Regions from separate parts of the Sus scrofa genome. Here all the other regions are linked to region 1. Evidence: chromatin contacts called from public Hi-C data. All regions are on one chromosome and are shown on one strand. The core of a region is the stretch at or near the end of the contact, and the rest is flanking DNA. Distances in the headings are between cores, read along the strand shown. Region 1 has its middle 34 kb from the start of CD180. Region 2 overlaps LOC102159961 (a long non-coding RNA gene). Region 3 overlaps LOC102159645 (a long non-coding RNA gene).

Evidence for each region. Hi-C and Micro-C count contacts between places; a contact is called where the count stands out from the background.
Region 2: a Hi-C map of skeletal muscle shows a contact between it and region 1, with 4 times the contacts expected there. The contact joins two enhancer-like sites. A contact is called at or near these places in 10 of 47 Hi-C or Micro-C datasets (embryonic fibroblasts, fetal heart ventricle, fetal skeletal muscle and 6 more).
Region 3: a contact with region 1 is called in a Hi-C map of skeletal muscle, with 4 times the contacts expected there. The contact joins two enhancer-like sites. A contact is called at or near these places in 9 of 47 Hi-C or Micro-C datasets (alveolar macrophages, brain, embryonic fibroblasts and 4 more) and 1 of 2 datasets of contacts at active chromatin or transcription factors (alveolar macrophages).

Annotation. Positions count from the first base shown.
Region 1 is chr16:45,619,803-45,624,205 of Sscrofa11.1, reverse strand. No RefSeq gene overlaps it. Among named protein-coding and RNA genes, the nearest start is that of CD180, 34 kb to the right of the region's middle. Within about 2 kb of position 1,810, at least 38 of the 83 cell types and tissues checked have an H3K27ac peak or open chromatin away from gene starts, as enhancers often do. A contact at or near this core is called in alveolar macrophages, omental adipose tissue and skeletal muscle, where this site is marked.
Region 2 is chr16:47,184,779-47,189,181 of Sscrofa11.1, reverse strand. All of the region lies in intron 1 of LOC102159961 (a long non-coding RNA gene), which reads left to right. Among named protein-coding and RNA genes, the nearest start is that of SLC30A5, 98 kb to the left of the region's middle. Within about 2 kb of position 2,366, at least 12 of the 83 cell types and tissues checked have an H3K27ac peak or open chromatin away from gene starts, as enhancers often do. A contact at or near this core is called in omental adipose tissue and skeletal muscle, where this site is marked.
Region 3 is chr16:46,677,148-46,681,550 of Sscrofa11.1, reverse strand. LOC102159645 (a long non-coding RNA gene) reads left to right here. Exons shown (of 5, transcript XR_002339503.1): 4 at 1-4,403. Among named protein-coding and RNA genes, the nearest start is that of PIK3R1, 240 kb to the right of the region's middle. Within about 2 kb of position 1,805, at least 7 of the 83 cell types and tissues checked have an H3K27ac peak or open chromatin away from gene starts, as enhancers often do. A contact at or near this core is called in alveolar macrophages and skeletal muscle, where this site is marked.

The DNA of each region.
Region 1 (4,403 bases), core at 561-3,060:
TAATTCCAGAGTTCCCGGTTGTGGTTCAGCAGGTTAAGGACCCAGTGTTGTCTCTATGAGGATGCAGGTTCAATCCCTGGCCTTGCTCAGTGGTTGGGGATCTGGTGTTGCCACAAGCTGTGGCATAGGTTGCAGATGTGGCTTAGATCCAGTGTTGCCATGGCTTTGGTATAGGCTGCAGCTGCAGTTCCAATTCAGCCCCTAGCCCTGGAACTTCCATATGCTATAGGTGGAACCATTAAAAAAAGAGAGAGAATCCAATCATCTGTCGATGGACATTTGGGTTGTTTCCATGTCCTGGCTATTGTGAATAGTGCTGTAATGAACATGCGGGTACATGTGTCTCTTTTAAGTGGAGTTTTGTCCGGATAGATGCCCAAGAGTGGGACTGCGGGGTCATATGGAAGTTCTATGTATAGATTTCTAAGGTATCTCCAAACTGTTCTCCATAGTGGCTGTACCAGTTTCCATTCCCACCAACAGTGCAGGAGGGTTCCCTTTTCTCCACAGCCCCTCCAGCTCTTGTTATTTGTGGATTTATTAATGATGGCCATTCTGACTGGTGTGAGATGGTATCTTGGACTTGGAGAAGAGACTTGTGGCTGCCTGATGGGAGGGGGAGGGAGTGGGAGGGATCGGGAGCTTGGGCTTATCAGACATAACTTAGAATAGATTTACAAGGAGATCCTGCTGAATAGCATTGAGAACTTTGTCTAGATACTCATGTTGCAACAGAACAAAGGGTAGGGGAAAAAATGTAATTGTAATGTATACATGTAAGGATAACCAGACCCCCTTGCTGTACAGTGGGAAAATTAAAAAAATTAAAAAAAAAAAAGAGAGAGACAAAAGAAAAAAACAAACAGGTAATTCATATACTCTTTTGAGGATTACATCATTAAATCCATTGGAAACATCATTCAGCCTTTAAAAGTCTTTAATTCTTTCAATTATGAAAAAGACTATTTTGTGGATTCACATGGTGAAAAATGAGAGGGAAGGAGTAAAAACATGAGAATGTTGGCCAGAGAATATCCACTTGTGAGTCTAACTTAGAGTACTGAGGCGGTAAAGGACCTTCCCTGGGCAGAGAGGTCCAAAGGGAAGGTGACCTCCTGATTTAAAGGTCATCAGATACACACACATACATACACACAGGCACACACATTAATACACATGTACTGGAACGAACATCCACTTCATAGGCATAAACATAGGGTTTAAGCCAAGCTTCTTCTATGGAAAGACATTTGTCTTACAGGGCTTCAGAACTGGGACTCAAAAGTTAAGGTGTCAAGTGGAAGACGAAACCGAGAAAAGACAATCTTTGCCTATTGGAGATTGTGATTAACAGCAGAAAAAAGGCTTAGCACTGGCAGATGATAAATGGGAGGGGAGTAAAACAGTGGAGAGAATTAGATACCTGGCTGTGAGAGGGAAGCGGCAACTTGGAGCAACCAAAGGAAGCTCTGAGTGGGCCACAGAAATCATCAAAGCCCAATGTATTATCCTCTGAGTGAGGAGTCCTGGAGGCCTGCCAAATTCAGACATGCAACTCTGCTGGCCTTTCCAGGTCTGAGCGACTCCTAACCAGACTAAGGACTATGACCGAGGAGTGAATTCCTTTTCCTTCCTGGTGACCCTGTATTACTTTCCAGTAAGTTCTCCTCTGGTACAATTGTTCCTTTATCTGCACAGGAAGGGAATTTGTGATTCCTTCTGGAAACAGGAGTGCTATGGATGCCGGGCTCACTCTCTTGGCTGCTGGCTCAGAGTCTGATCATACACAGACCTGGAAGGAAGCCCAATCATGTGTGGACTGTGATGCAACAGCCTGGCTCGCCACCAAGCTGGGTGGCGGCTTTAACTCTCTAGGACCCAGTAGCATTTTGGTGACCTTTAAGCAAAAATCACCATGACTCCAATAGTATAAAACAGAGGACAAATCAAGCCTAGTGCTGGTGTTTCTACATAAAGCTTTATTGGAACACAGCCATGCTCATTTATGTAAGTTCCCCTATTGCTGCTTTCACATAAAAAAAAGTCAGAGTCGAGTAGCTGGGACAGTAACCACTGGCCTGCAAAGCCTAAATTATTTATCATCTGGCCCTTTATGGAAAAAGTTGGCCAACCACTGGTTTAAATGAAGGATCATCAAACAAAGGCAGTGTGGTCTATCAGAAGGACCATGAGAAGGGGACTCCCAAGGTCTGGGTTCTAGCCCTGGTTCTGTTAGAAAACATTTGGCTCTCCAGCTCTGAGTGATCTTAAATGTCTCTTCTAGCTGCAAAAGATACAAAAACTCTGTGATTTAAGCATTTGGCAAAGTACAGGGTTTCAGATGCCAATTTTACTGCCCAATGTTTTCCATTTTCCAAAAAAATGTCATTTTTTTCTGTTTGTAATCCAAGGATTGTGATATTTAAAATCGTTAGATTGGAATCGATACCTTGTGCTTAAAAAAGAAACAAACACACATGCACACACCCACACACCCACACTCACACACATCAGAGCAAACCATCCAGCCCAATAGTATAAGCATAGTGTTTCACATCCAGGCTCCCTGCACTAACCTTCCATGGGAAAGACATACATCTTCTAGGGCCTCATCACTTGCTCAGTGAAAGCTGCTGTGTCTAGGGCCTCACCATCTGTAAAACTATGATCAAAACATCACTATTCGGTTACTACCTAAGACACAGCTGTAGAATTATGGAGAAGAGTTTTTACAAAACTGAGCAATTGTCTGAGTATGTCTCCTGACTGAGGAGTAAAAATGCCTGGTTCACAAAACATTTCACACTTTATAGCACATTTATATGGTGGATGCTATCCTATGCCCTTGTATCCTATACTATCTTTACTTAGTGGTTACTTTATGAGACTTGCAACCATTTTCCAAACATCTCTTGGTCTGAGAAGAACATAACTTAGAGAAGCTGGTTGTAAATGAAGGTTTCCGTCTTTGTCTAGGTTCTTCCCAAAAGTAGAGCCTGAGACAAGATCAATAATTTTGGGAAGTGATTCCAAGGAACAGAAGTAGAGGACTAGGAAGATTTAAACAGAGAAAGAGGGCAAGCCAATCCAAGGCCCCTTCATTGAACTAGTCACTGGGATGGGCAACTGCAGCTCCTTCCCCCCTGATGCTCTGAATTGCCTTGTAGAATGAGGCCCCAACATCTTTCTGAATAATATGGGGTGGAGGAGTACTTATCCCCCAACTCCCATTATTGCCCCAGTGTATGCATGGAGCAAGGTGGTTAACCTGGTCACTGCAAGCAGCAGCCTGGGTGTCAGAAAGCAAGAGGTATGCGGTGCAGTTAAGGCAAAGACCTGATGGGTCACAACTGCACAAAGCTGTCACAGCAATGGCTGGAGTCAAAAGGCGAAGAAGATATAAGGAAGGGAGCAGGAAGTGACCCATACAGCGTGTAATGCTTAAATTTTACTAGCCCATTCTCCAAATACACCATCAATTAGGTTAGCCTGATGACAGTGCTCCGTCACCCAACATCAGATGAGCCCCTGTCTCATGCTAGGACCCTGGAAGAAGGAGATGAAGACACTGCCCCTGTGTTCAAGGAGAATCCCATTTAATAGAAGGATACTATTCTGTAAATAAACCGTGTTAGTGAATTCAGATCAACACTACCAGTTAATATGTGAACCCAGATTCTCCCTACTCTGTTGGATGGGAAGCAAGGAATGGAGGTCAACATAAAGGAAGGCTTTAGAAAGAGGGTGACACCTGAGAGGTTTCAAAGGACCAATAGGAGTTTTCCAGGAAGTAAAGCAGGATGGAATAATAAATCACCTATGCAGAGTCATGGAAGTTGGAGAAGTCAGGATGTGTGCAGGAAAATACAAGGGCTTTAGGAAGTTTAAAACAGAGACAATGTGTGGGGAAATAGCCACCCATGAAGAGGGAGCTGAGCCCAGACCATGATACCCTGGATCCCATCCTAAGTACCTTGAACTCCTTCCTATTAACAAAAAAAGAACATGGAAAGATTGTTTAAAAAAAAAAAAAAGGGGAGTTATTCAATTTGCTTTTAAAAAAGATAACTCCAGTAACTTCTTGGAAGGGAGTTTATATCATCTCAAAAGAATTTCGGGGTAAATTAAAGTTTGTATATCTTGATGATCCCAAGATTAAAATAATTCAGCTCCGTAAAACATTTCAATTCAAAGAATATACAATAACATATTTTTCTGTAAATGTAAAGAACATTATAACTAAATTTAACACAGGACTAAATGAAAACCTTTGCAAAGTTTCATCAAAGCAGAGACTTTTGTGAGACTGTATGTCTGTTATTCATTATTTTATGTTCACAGCACTTTGCAATGCAGGCCTAGAAATAATTTAAACCACTGGTCATTTCCCTAGCCCTTTACCT
Region 2 (4,403 bases), core at 1,117-3,616, 1.6 Mb before region 1:
TAGAGACACTGGGATCAGTTTGGCTGAAGTCTTTATGTACTCTTACTGGATGCGACCCTGACATGCTAATGAGGGTCAGGCAGAATGTTATTGCCCTGGATTCATTCTCCCTCCTGGAGGAATCGTCTTTATTTAAAGCAGGATGGTTCATAGTTTGTCAGAAGAAACATGTTAAATGTCTTGCGGAAGGAAGATGTCACCGAAATGGCTTTCCATGTGCTTCTTAGAATCAAAAGTCTCACTTATGACATAGGTTGAGTTCATGAGGATTGGCGAAAGTAGGTTTTTATTAGAAATATTTTATTATATGGAAAGAAGGGATCGTTCTAAATCTAAATGCTATTTTTGCCTATCGTGTTACTCTCCCCAGAGTCCAACTAAGCATGAAAACTTCTTTCAAATGCTTAAGAATAATGTATATGTGTATATATGTAACCTAATCCTCGTAGAATCACCATGAGATGGATTTTGTTGACTCTGTTGTTCAGATGATGCTCAGAGAAGTATTTTGTCCAAGGTGCCACAGCAAAGAAGTCGTAGAATGTTCTTTCTACTACCCCAGGCCCCTCTCATGTTGCAGTGGCTCTGACCGTTCTGCTTCCACCATCTCTGCCTTTTACCAGCATGAACATGATCCCTAAGGCAAATTCACGCTGGCTGCCATGATCCTCCAAGGCTTACGAGTTTTTCTTTTCTTTTTTTCTTTTTTTAAAATTACCTAATGATTTTATTACATTTATAGGTGTACAATAATCATCACAACCCATTTTTACAGCATTTCCATCCCAAACCCTCAGTGCATCCCCCTACCCCCCAACCTGTCTCCTTTGGAAACCATAAGTTATTCAAAGTCTGTAAGTCAGTATCTGTTCTGCAAAGAAGTTCATTGTGTCCTTTTTTTAGATTCCACATTAAGTGAGAGCATTTGATGTTAGTGTCTCATTGTCTGACTGACTTCACTTAGCATGATAATTTCTAGGTCCATCCATGTTGCTGCAAATAAGGCTTATATGTTTTTAGACATTGTACCTTCCTCTTGCTCCTGCAGAAGAAAAGCAAGTTCTCAACTGCTTCATGACCTTTCCTTGCTGGGACTTCATCTCCACACCTGTCCAGGAGGGATAATTTCCAAGAACCATCTTGCTTGTCATCCCACCTCTTCCTCCTTGGTCAGACTGCCTCCTTATCAGGCACTGTGAGCCCAGCCTCCAAGGAAAGTACATAGGGAATCCAGGGTGCAGGAAGCTTTTGTTCCTTCTTCTTCTTCTTCTTTTTTTTTTTTTTTTTTTTGGCCACCCCTTGGCTTACGGAGTTCACTGGTCAGGGATGGAATCCGAGCTGCAGTTGTGACCTACATCACAGAGGCGGCAGTGTTGGATCCTGAACTCCCTGTGCCAGGCTGGGGATTGAACCTACATCCCTGCTGCTGCAGAGCCACCACTGATCCTACTGCACCACAGCAGGAACTCCTATTCCTTATTCTTAAACTCTTTTCTTGATTCTCTTATTGTTGCCGTACTAAGCTGGTCGCTAGTCATTCCTGGCCAGAGCCCTTAGTCTTTTGTTGCTTGGTCTCTCTCCCATCCCTGAATCTCATCTTTTCCAAGTGGTGGGTAGGTGACCCTGGGCAAATAACATCACTGGTTTGGGCCTCAGTCTTCTCATCTGCAAAAAAATGGGTTGATGATATCTATCTTGCATGGATTAGTGTGAAGATTAAGTTTGTTAATATCTTAAAAGAAAACACCTGGCAAAGCATAGACACTTGGTTCATTTTAGTTTCCATCTTTCTTAATTTTGGCTTTAGAAACAGTAATCTTTGCAACAGATAACCTAGTCTAGCCAATCAGACACCCACAACTCTTCACATTTCTGTCTCCTTGTGCCATTGTGTGTTCTCATCCTACATGGTCCTTGGCCTCAGATCCTCAGTGCTTTTGATGCTGTTGGGGTGTGCCCCCTCTTCCTGCCATACCCTTTCTTTCTTCCCTGTCTTCGAGGCTTACCTCTGTGCTATTCGTGTCCTTCTTGCTGCTATAGCCAGATGTTGACTGTACTAATACCTGCTTTGCATACCTCGGGGATTGTGAGGATCAAAGGGAATGATTTATGTGATGAAAGTGCTTTGAAAAGGAAGATGGATTGTGTTTGCGTGGGTGGTGATGATGATGCTGATGATCACCGCTGGACTATCTTCAGAAGACTAAAAATATCCCCCAGCCTGGACCTTCTCAGCGTATTCTTATCTCTCTTGGACTTCCTCCACACTGGCTGAGAAGCCTGACAGTCTAAGCAACTGAAGAACTTGCTGGTAGACAGCAGTGTTGTGGTGGGTGTGCGTGTGGAGAATGGCTGGGTAATGAATTGCCTTCTTTAGGGCCCCAATGGGAAATCGGGTACCCTGGAAAGCGTTAATTGACCTTACTTGAGTGCATGCTTTAGACCCAGCAAGCATTTCATTTGCCTAGGCAACCCATTGTGATGATGACATTAAATAATCATTATCATTACGTGGAAGTCCTGTCACCTTGGGGATTTAGAAAGTGTTTCTCCAGTCACATACACAAAAGCCACCAAAATGAGCAGAATGTTCATCTAGAAGAAAGTAGTTGTGAAGACAACATTTGTTTGTAATTGTCAGCATTTGGCAAAGGCAGGAAATGAAAGAATGAAATGAACCACAGCTTTGGATTCCTTCCAGTGTTTTTTCCAACCCCAAATCATCAGGACTGGGGAGGGAAGGCTTCCTGTCGCGGACCATGGGTTCTAGGGAGGAGGGTGAGCGCCTTCAGCTCCCTCACTGCCTCGGTCCAGGAAGTCATTTCAAAGGGAGCTGCCTCCAGGGAAAAGCAAGAACCCATTGGCCAATATTTATTTATAGTCTTATACCCTGTAAACTTGTCTACTTTTTTAAAATTAAGAGCAAAAAAGTATTTGGTTCTTGTTGGTTTGGACAACCTCCAGGCAGTTGTATCTGTTTTCTTTATTTCTGTGCTGGTTGCTCAACATCTTCGGTCTTGATGGAACTGGTTTCATTCCTAGGTCCTCCCTGATTATTAATGTTCTTATTATGTGTTAGTTCTTCTATGTTTGCAGTGTCCTTGACAATCTTTTTTTATTAACTGTTCCTTACAACAATCCAGTGAGGTGGATCAGCCTTCCTGAATATCTATCTAACAAGTTGTCCAACATTGTTGGCTTTTGTTCGGATTTATTACAACCTTTTTTTTTTTTTTTTTCTTCTGATAGCCGCCTTTCTGAAAGAAACGTATTTCATGCTGTTTCTCATGAGGCTACATGAGCCAGACACTCGTGTCATCTGCTTTCAGCTGGTGTTTGGTTTCTTCCTTCCCTGCCTGGCTTCTTCACCCTCCTCAAAATGATCGTTGCCTCTCCTGTTCATGCAAATGAGCAGCTTGGCTAATCTAAGGCAGGGTTGAGCAGAGCGTTTCCTTTTTGCTTTCCTGGTATTTAGGTATATCTTTAAGTGGTCACTGGCTATCACTTCTTCAGGACGTGATTTATGACCACAGAGTCACTGCTAATATTTTCAGGTTGTCGTTTGCTGTGGTTGTATATACCGTTAGCTTTGTGGCGAAAAGATGGACTGTCAGGCTATGAAGAGAGATGTTTTGGGGATGGCTAGGAATTGATGCTATACCAGGAAAGGACACCCATTCTGATCAACAAGAAATGCCCAAGTCTTCCCAAACCCACCATCAGCACCACTTCTACCACCACCAGATCTTCTGCTGCAGTAGCTGCCACCCTCAGTCTTGCACTCGCATCAAAAATATTTTATTATGCAGTTCCCAGTGTGGCTCAGCAGAAACAAACCCGACTAGGATCCATGAAGATGTGGGTTAGATTCCTGGCCTTGCTCAGTTGGTTAAGGATCTGGTGTTGCTGTGAGCTATGGTGTAGGCAGACGAGGCTCAGATCCTACATTGCTGTGGCTCAGATCCTACATTGCTACAGGCTGGCAGCTGCAGCTCTGATTTGACCCCAGCCTGGGAACTTCCATATGCCTCAGGTGTGGCTCAAAAAAGCAAAGGGAAAAAAATTATGTTTCTGCCTATGCATATATATACCTAGATATCCCTGGTGTCTCGGAGCATATAAGTAAACACTACTCTCCCAAATACCACTATAAACTTTGAATACTTTCTATGTCTATTATCTTCTATCCACTCCTACATTTTTATATTTCTCTATTGCACATTTTTAAAATTTAATTTAATTTTTGGCACGCGGAAATTCCCAGGCCAGGGATCTACTTGTGCCATGGCAGCAAACTGAGCCTCAGCAGTGACAATGCTGAGTCCTCAACCCACTGTGACACCAGGGAACTATCTATGGCACTTATATTCAGTTATTGCCTACCTGTCTTTCTCACCTACTAG
Region 3 (4,403 bases), core at 556-3,055, 1.1 Mb before region 1:
TGGATTCAGAAACTGCTCCAACCATTAATCTTTGTTTTTCTCTCCCTTTGCATATCTCTTTCCTTGCAACTTCTAATCTGAATTTCTCTCCAGAGCAATCAACCTAGTCTCCTTTTTTTCTTTTTTCTTTTTTTTAAAAATATGTGCGGAAGTTTCAACTGGGGGAAATCTGGAGAGACCCCCAGAGTTGATTTTAAAGTGAAAACATTTGAGCTAAAGAAGATAGAGAAAGAAATCTTATCTCAACTCCCCTTATCTGGCTCAAGCATAACTTTCAAGCTCTACAGCTGCTATTAACCTCCTCCCCACCTCCACCCGACTTTAGGCTTCTCCTATGAATTCTACTGCCTTGGAGGCAGACTGTCCATTGCCATTAGCATCAAAAAGTCCCACAGAAACTTCCTTGCCTTCCCAGTGAAGTCCTAACTACCACCTCCATCCCTTTGTTTAGTTTGGTATATAAAACTTTTTTATCCTGTCTATTGAGTGAGTTATCTATCACTGAGTAATTCTGTGTGAGGGCATAAGTAAACCTCTTCTCTTCTTTTGTTAACCTATCTATTGTCAGTTAATTTGCAAGTCACCAGCCACTGGACTCAAGTTAGAAGAGGAAGAGGTTGCCTGCCTATGCAATAATTTCCCCCCTGCTGACTGCAATGCATTGCTCCCTGATGAAAGCAGCATTCACTGCCATGACTACAGGATTATTTACTCCTGTACATATGTGTGCATATAGGCATGTGTGTATTTACAGAGTTAGCAGCTCAGCAGGTTGTGACTAAACATCCTTAGGAATTTCCTTGGTGAGTCAAAGCTTATTAAAGTAGAAACACTTCCCAGAAGATCAGAAATCTATCTTCAAACCAAGCTCATTCCCCTGCTTGTTGCATCATCAAGCCAGGCAGCTTAAAATAAATCATCTATTAAAAGTGAACCAATTACCAAACTCACCTTCCAACACTTCCAACACCAGTTTTGGGAAATGGACTGGAAGGACTCCTTCGATGGTAACTTGACCTTGCTTTCGCTGATGACATCGTCTTGGAATGTTGGTAAACTTCCTTTGGCATATGCTTCAGTGAGGAGATAGTTGTCTAAATTAATGACATGCCTTAATGAGAGACAGTTGGGAGCTTTGGTATCTGGTGAACGGTGTTCAATTCCCAACTCAACCATTTTGTAGCTTTGTAAACTTGAACAACCTTTTACATGCTTGAGACTGCCTCAGTTTGCTTATTTGTAAGGTGTAGGGAAGAACTCTTAACCTGAAAGATTTGGGGAAAAGATAAAATGAGATAGTTGTATATACAAGTGCTTAATTTTCTTCCTAGCTTCTTTAAAGTGCTCTCAAGATCACTTGGAACAGGATTAGCACTCTGCAGCAACAATGACCTAGCTCTTTCCTACATTACAGCTTATGCCCTAATCCATGTACTTAACTTTCTTCACTTATTGTCCTGCTTCTTTTATTGCTGGAAAAACACCATATATGCTTTCTGTGGACAGAAAACTATTCAGTTTGTCCTATGAATATCAAGTCAAAAATTATAAAAAGCAGAATAGTTTCTTTTTGGTTATTTTCTAAATGATAATAATAATAACAGCAACAGCAATAGTAAAGCTTTCTGTTTAATTTTGTGAAGATTTTCTATATTTCCTTTCAGTTTAAATCTGGTAGACATAAGATGATATGGAGTCTGGGAACCCTTCTTTGTCCTTTTCTTGTGTGTGTAAATCTCATCATAGCTGGCTCTACGCGCCATGACCTGAGCCACCCTCAGTCTGGACTGACCGCATTGGGCAATAAGCCGTCCAAGATCTTTCTGGTCAGGGCTTGGCAGCAGGCATGAAGGAAGATGCCAACATTGTTGCCAAGTGGATGGCTCATATTTTCCATCTTTGTCTTTGTGAATGGCAGTCATGTGCTCCTCGTGGTGCCCAATTGTGCAACAGACGTCGAGGCGCTGAGCCAGAACAAGGGCCTAGGATGAGGTTAGGCCCTCCTGATGGGCATGGGCCTGGGGTGGGCTCACAGCCGTGTGTTCAGCTTGGATAATCAGCTATGGCAGATTAGATAAAATCAGAAACGGAGGCTGAGAGTGTCCCTAGAAATGGCAAGAATGGGGGTTAGAGTGAGGAACTTGGGCTGGTCAGCAAGTTGATCGTACAGGTGTGACATGGTCCTTAGATCAGGCTCAAATAAGGAAATTTCAGGAGTTGGATAAGGCCAAGACTCAGATTGAAGGCAATAACCAAGATCATTCCAGATACTTCCTCAGGGGTGTGTGGTGCTGATGAGAGCTTCCATTTACCTAAGTGTGGCTTAGAATTTCTCTTGGCAGCTCCACTATGGAGTAATCTACCTATTTTGTCAGAGACCCAGGTCATGGTGGACACTGAAAAGAGGATTCTGATTCCATTAGAACAAAAGTTGAATATTCTTTGGGCTAGGACCACTGAATCTTTCTAGGTCAGTAGTCCTGTCTTCTGAGCCGAAATCTGAGGCAAAGTCTAGGATTTTCTCTGCCCACTCACAAGGCAGGGAGAAAGGTCCCAACCCTGGGAAATCTAACCAGACTCTTGATGAGAAAAATCAGCGCTTTAGGAAAAGTGTTTTTCAGTTTTCTTCCTGTATCCATGTGAGGGTGGTATCTATGGTGATTTTATAGAATAATCCCTGGGCTAGATCAACTGTCAAGGAAATACATCTACTGCACTGAACACTTACCCTGTCTATAAGCCTTTCTATCTACAACATCCCATAGAGGATAAAAATTTTTGTTACCGATAAGTAGATATCACCATCACAGGTTGTCAACAGTAGTACAAATCCTTTAAGGTCCCTTCATTAACTTTCAGTCCCAGACCTGTGCTTTTTTCTTCACCTTTGGTTGGTCTCTTAACCTGGCTAAGAAAAGCCCTAGGGATCTGAGAGAACATGAATGATGAGGAGTCATCCCATGAGATCTTCAGCCCTCTGTTGACATGGTCCATATCTCTAAGGGCTTCCTACACCTTCCACAACTCCCACAACTCTCCTTCTAAGAATCCTGTAAGGAAAAGATCCCTGGTCTAGGCAGCAGATGAGATTCTTCCTGGCTGTAGAGATGTGGGGTCAGGAAACTTCGAAGTCCTCTTTGTAGCGATGTTCACACACTGAGTCAAAATGAGGATCATCCGAGTGCAGGAATCAGGGCGCAGATGTCCTGGAGGAATGCCATATCTGGTCAGGAGTCCCATCAGTGACCTGACGCTCTTTGGCCCAGCCTCATCCGTCCAGGAGGAGTGGCAGCCTTCCCGAATGACCACACCCTAGTTCCCTAAGGCTGCCAGGCCACCTGGGTTTTCATGAGAAAACATATAGAACACACTGTATGTGCTAAGTACATAAATTAAAAGTCTACATGTGGTATTTTCTTTACTGGCAGATGAAGTCCTGGTCCTAGTTCTGGGGGGCTGGGGGAGGGGTGCGAATTGGCTTTATAGTACATTTCAAAACAGAACAAAAATAACTAAGACTAAACTAAATAAACAAAAACCTTGGCTCCTTCAAGTTTTGCATATAAATAAGAGACCTTGAAATTTTCAGCAGAAATGTCTTTGTACACATCAAAGCAACATAAGCGCTTGAAGCTTGTAATGAATACTGGAACACCGTCAGAATCCAAGGCAACATGCAATGTAGGTTGAAGGGGAAGATTCACATACCTCTGGCCCCTGTGGAAATGATCTCATCGATCTGGATCATGTCCCACCTACAAAGCACTTCTTAGATTGGATTAACCAGGTGATTGCTTCATCCCTTCAACCTGCTTTCCATGTACAAAAATATCTTAACACTAAGCATGTTACCCTTCTGTAGAACCGAACTTGAGTTCTTAGCAGCATTTTGCAAATTTATAGTTTGACTTGTATTTCCCAGAATCTTTTCTTTGTAACAGTGCTTTTAGAAAGATTCTTTCAGTGTTGATTTGTGTGGCTGAGCCTCCCTGGAATAATCTGGCCTCCAGCAACTCCTCACTCCACCCCCAGTAGGAGCTTGAATAATGACTGAGTGACCAAGTGTCCCATTCAGTTATTATTCAACTATATTAAATTGCTAAAGTTGGTAATTGGAGCATATCTTATTACAAAGGCAAAAGTTCAACATTTTTCCCCAGGCACAATAGGCTTGCACATTTAAAAACTTCTGGTCTGGTAAGGAATAAGATGTCAGGGCATGGAGCATGCAACAAATTAAACAGGGAAAGATATATTAACCAAACTTGAGCAAAATTCTAGGCATTACCTTGAAGGTACTTACCAATCCCAAACCTTCTATAAAGGGGTGCAAAGATAAAGTAGGTAAGGATCTTAAAAATACATCAGCATTCCCAAGCTCTATTAGGCTTACACAGTTTAAA